Linked DNA regions of Gossypium hirsutum: region 1 is linked to region 2. The links are chromatin contacts, called in public Hi-C maps. All regions are on one chromosome and are shown on one strand. The core of a region is the stretch at or near the end of the contact, and the rest is flanking DNA. Distances in the headings are between cores, read along the strand shown.

Region 1 (2,943 bases), core at 226-2,725, 110 kb after region 2:
GAGTTTACAAGTGTCATGTGTGACCGAAACGTATTTGATCCACGATATGAACCGCGGCGTACAAGAAAACTGTGGCCAACACTGAACTGAGAGTGGTGGCTGTTTCAAGGTCCATTACCAGTGAACCAAAGGCTAACGAAAAAGAGGAATCCAATCTGCATGTTCATAACCCAACACTTTGTTTTCTTCAAATTATCCATTCTATATGATTAATTATGGATGTGATTGCCACAATTTCAATCTTTTCCCTTGAGGTATTAAAGAGGAAGTTTTAAATATATGTTTGGTTGAATGGAAAAGTAGAAACAAAATAAATCTCAAGTATATTTGGTAGAAAAAATATTAAAGGAAAAGAAAATAGTAGAGATGATCATTTTTATCCTAATGCATAAAAATCAATATTTTCATTTGCATAAGGACACATGGCAAACCAGAAGAACATCACAAACAATAAGCCAATTATCGAAAAATCGGAAAGTCCCCCTTAAACTTCCCACTCAAAATGACCATCTGGACAAGCGCGTACCAACAAACATCTAGGCAATTGAGCTTTTATTGGGAACATGAAGTTGCTGGTCATTAAGCACCACACGTGGCTCAACTACCTTATACTATCAAGTCAGAACAAATATAGAATCTGTCCCATCATAAACATCTTCATCCCATCGAAGACACACATCCCATGCATACTATAATGATGGCTAGAATGCAAGGCCAACACGTTAACACCATCTTATACGGGAATCTTACCATTAAATACCCTATAAATAATGAAGAAAGGAACGACTCTCCAATAATACTAAACCTAAATTTTGTCAACTTATCCTCAACTCTCAATCTTAAGACTCTCCTCACATTTACAATTTGTAACCTTCAACTCTCCACTTTGTCTAGATGAATTGGCTATCACCACTCTCTCCTTTGTACCTTCTCTTTGTTGTATCACCGTATCAAAACTTCCAAATTATAGTGATAAGATGAATGAAAATGAGAGGAAATTTTTTAATTTTTAGCTATGGTCTTTAGAATCCTTAATAAGTTGAAACTAGATAACAGGCACAAGGTCTTAAATATCTGCAGCTGCAAATCCATGCCAATAGCCTTCTTTGCTATAATATCCGCAACTATATTTGATGACCGAGAAATATGTGATATCCACACCTACCAGCACCGACAAACAAGCTCATTAATGTTTCGAAGCTACGCAATAGAATTTGAAACATGAGCTCCATTATTGAAGACCTCAATTGCTATGGAACTATCGCACTCCACCTAAACTTTCTTTAAGTCTTGATCCCAAGCAATTGAAAGTCCATGAAAGATTCCCCACAGTTCGGCGTCCATAACAGACGCTACTCCTATCTGACGCCGAAAGCCAACAATCCAATTTTCATATGCATCCTTTAGAACTCCACCCGCTGCTGCTCTTGAGCCATCAACAATTATCGCTCAATCGGAGTTGATTTTAATATAACATGATGTTGGTAGCTTTCATATATCCTCTTTATAGGCACAGAACTTCGTATTTTGACTTCAGCATCACATTTAGTAACTGCCAACGCTCAGCCCCAACATCTTGCGATAGTGCTATCAACATCGCAATGTTCCTCTCTAGAAATTACAGCATTACTTTGTTTCCAAATACGCCAGCAATCAATACCAAACAATGTTCCCCACTGAATACTACAGAAATCAAAATTCACGGTCGAAGATCCATTCCAAAGAATATTCCTTGCATTCTTGAAGGGACGGAACGTCCCCATATAGCGCGTGCACAATAACAATCTCTCAGCGAATGAATGGTTGTTTCGTCAGCATTACCATAGATTGCGCAAGTAGCAGCATCAACGAGTCCCCTTCGACTTCTCTTAAAATTAACAAGAAGACGATCACTTAGAACGAGACACAAGAATTGACTAACTCGTTGTGGAGCTGCTAGCTTCCAAATTAGACCCCAAGAAGTATCTTTTGGTTCAAAAGATTCAACAACCAGGCTCTTGTAAGCTACTCAAACCGTAAACTTACCAAAAATACACTGTCCGAACCCAAACTTTTGGTGGGGAATCAATGCAATTTTAAGAAGCACCAAATTATCCAAAAGATGTGCAAAAGAACCCCAATTCCAGTTACCATCAACATTCACCATATCCTGAACACTTGGTTATCACAAACATGTTTAAACGCAACCTGATTTCACAGAGGTCCCACATCAGGCACCCAAACATAATACCAAAATTTCACCATTCCACCATTATCCAAAGACCAATATATGTTCATCCGAAGCAAATCCCAAACTTTCGATAGAGACTGCTAGAACCGTAAATAATATTTAATATAAAATTAGAACTATAAATTAGGATGTATCATATCAAATTATTAAGAATAAATCAAGAATAAAATTAAAATATAAAATTAAAATTATAAATCAGGATGTATCATGTCAAATAATCAAGAATAAATTAAGAACAAAATTAAATGCGGAAACATACTTGAATTCATCGATTTCTTTTAGTCTACGAATCTTGGGTTTTGATCTTCCAAATTAGCACACAAGTAATCTAGAGAATGTGGCTCTCTCTTTTCTAAAGATGATATATTTAAAAAGTTACTTTATGTGTAATTTGGGACCATAACTCTAATATATATAACATTGGCACATCAACCCTAATTTTTAATTAGCCCATCATTAATTAGAAATTGATTAGAACTAAATTACTAGAGTATCTACACATATTTGACCCATACTTTATTTAATAATTAAAGCCCAATAAACCTTAACCAAATTAGATCACTTTTAATTCATGCTAACCTATCATGATAATAAATAATAACATGTAATTATTCTTATTATATATGTGATACCCATGTTTTCCAACAATCTCCCACTTGGACCACACATATATATGCTAATTACTCTATAATTACATGTCATTATATAACCTT
Region 2 (2,858 bases), core at 162-2,661:
TTCCTAATTGCGTGGCGTCTTTGGAAGAATAAAAATTTATTCATATTCCAAGACTTGTCTTGGAATGCTTTTGAGATTTTTAAAGTTTCGTTAAGTTGGGCTCGAAAATTTTTGTTTGCACATAAGAATAGCCCACCTGGTATGCGTATTGGTATTCAAGGTCAATCATTTTTAGGTAACTTTGTTTATTTACATAGTAATGGTGCGATGAATGTAAGTACAAGGTCTGCCTTTTCTGGCGGTGTGTTGCAAAACCAATTTGGGGATTGGATTGTCAATTTTAGTCATGCTTTGGGTGACTGTTCAATTTTTTATTCTAAGTTATGGGGCATTTGGGATGGTTACCTCTTGTTATAAGAAATGGAGCATGATAGGGCTTTGGTTCAAACAAATTGTTTGGAGGTGATAAAAGCTATCCAAGAAGGTTACTCTGTGTCTTCAAATTCAACTTTGCTTTGGCGAATTCAACAGGTGATACAGAGCAGAAATCATTGAGTGATAAGGCATTTGCCTAGGAAGAGTAATCAAGTCGCTAGTCTTATAGCCAAAATGTCTTCTAATGAGAAAGTGGGTATACAAGTGGTTGAAGATAAGCTTAGGGAGTTAATTGACACTTTTGAGAAAGACAAGACTTTTGGTGCTTTTGTTCATTTTAGCTTAATATAGTTATCTCATTTTATTATTTTACAAAAGAAAAAAGTTATTACTTACACTAAGTAAGTCTAATACATTAACCCAACATACAAATTTTTAAAAATGTTACTTACATGTCTTTGTTACTAAATTAGGACTTGGTCCATTATTTTTCTATCCATTAAAATTTAATACATTGATGAACGCTAATTAAAAGCAATCATTTATTAAATGTAAAATTTAATTTATGAATGATAATTAAATATATATTAAATAATAATGAATACAAAAATATGAGAGTAGAGCCAAACATATGATTCATGTGTCTTACGTTTTGAACCTTTCTAAGTCAAAAAACAAATCAACTAATATTTCTTATTAAAATTACTATTTTGTTTAATTTTAATAAAAATACAAATATCAATATAAAATTTTTAAGATAAATTATATAAATAATCACTCAATTTTTATAAATTTTCATTTTAAGCACTTAAATTTCTTATCATTTTAGGCACTCTTTTTTTTTTCATTTTAATCGCTTAATATTTCTATTAACAAAAGTCTAAGTTGGCATTTTTATAATTAATAAATAAATTATAAAATTTCCACATAATATTTTAAATTCCATATTCTTCATCCTTATCATTTCAACCACCAATCCGTCACCACATTGACATAACCCATCACTAGTTAAATTGGAGGTGCTCATGGGCTGGGATTAATCGAGTTTAAGTTGAGCTCCTGTAAAGAATTTAGACTAATTTTTCAAGTTCGGGATTGATCCAACCCAAAAAATGAGCTTATTTTTTTGCTCAAGTCTAGTCCAATTTAAGAAAGGTAAATTCGGGCCGACTTGGCCCACCTATATTTTTTTTAGATTATTTTATTTAAAATATTTTTAAAAAATATAATACACTAAAAATGCTAAAATGAAACTTTTCTAACACATTAAAAATACATTAAAAAGTAGCTATATTAAAAAACACTACCATAAATATAAGAAATGTTTTATTATATTAAAAAACAAAAATAAATATAATAATATTTATTGTAATAAATATAATTTTTTAAAATTTATATTTTGGGTAATTTTTTTTTTTAGATTTTGGGTAATGGTTTAATTGTAATTGAGTTAATGATTTAATTATATAATTATTATTTAACATATATAATTAATATAGTATTTTTTAGAACATAATATATTTGGGACCGGTTAGTCTCGAGCAAAAATCTTGTCTAAAGCTCAGCCCATATAAAAAATAAATTTTAAATTTTACCCAAACTTATTTTTCGGATATCGCATGTTGTCCAAAACCTTTTATTGTTTTAGTAGACTTTCGAAATTGAGTGATCAGTTGTAAGCGGAACCACCATTTGCCTCAAATATCACCACCATTTCTCACCATACCTTCACATCATTACCACCTCTCCTATTATAAAAATTATTTGTTAATTATAAAAATGGCAGCTTGAACTTCTATTAACAGAAATATAATAGAGTGATTAAAATCAAAACAGATAGTGACAGAAGTGGCTAAAATGATGGGAAAAAGAAATTGGGTTTTCAAAATGGAGACTACTTAATGAATTTTTTGAAAAAAATATTCCACTTACTTTTTGGGTACATTGGAGTAATTTGAATTGGATTATAAATTTTAACAAAAATTATGATTTTTTTTTACGTAATCATCCGACTTAGCCCGACCCACACGAAGACGTATGTCAACTGGCTTTACTTTTTTATTAAGCATCAGAGCACTCTCCCTTTCCCACTACCACTTCTCCACTCACCTGCACCATCAGCACTACCAGTTGCCGCCGCAACAACAATGTCATCAGTAGAGTCTCTCATCCTCCAACTCCACGAAATCTCCGCCGTTAAATTCGGCAACTTCAGGCTAAAATCCGGCATCTCTTCCCCTATCTACATAGACCTCCGCCTAATCATCTCCTACCCTTCCCTCCTCCGCCAAATCTCCCAATCCCTCCTCTCTTCCCTCCCTCCCCAAACACCCTTTAACCTCATCTGTGGCGTTCCTTACACCGCCCTCCCGATCGCCACCTCCATCTCCCTCGACACCTCCATCTCCATGCTCATGCGCCGCAAAGAAGTGAAGGATTACGGTACCGCAAAGTCCATCGAAGGCGTTTACGAAAAGGGCCAAGTTTGTTTGATAGTTGAAGACCTCGTAACATCTGGAGCATCTGTTCTTGAAACCGCTGCG

What was found. Hi-C and Micro-C count contacts between places; a contact is called where the count stands out from the background.
Region 1: a Hi-C map of petal shows a contact between it and region 2, with 5 times the contacts expected there. The contact joins the enhancer-like site here to the promoter of LOC107895284 in region 2. A contact is called at or near these places in 9 of 34 Hi-C or Micro-C datasets (anther, callus, hypocotyl and 3 more).

What each region holds. Positions count from the first base shown.
Region 1 is chrA13:96,356,801-96,359,743 of Gossypium_hirsutum_v2.1, forward strand. No RefSeq gene overlaps it. Among protein-coding and RNA genes, the nearest start is that of LOC107895282, 3.6 kb to the left of the region's middle. Within about 2 kb of position 1,476, at least 2 of the 9 cell types and tissues checked have an H3K27ac peak or open chromatin away from gene starts, as enhancers often do.
Region 2 is chrA13:96,250,878-96,253,735 of Gossypium_hirsutum_v2.1, forward strand. It overlaps LOC107895284 (uridine 5'-monophosphate synthase), which reads left to right and starts at 1,412. Exons shown (of 6, transcript XM_016820579.2): 1 at 1,412-2,858. The coding sequence starts at 2,301.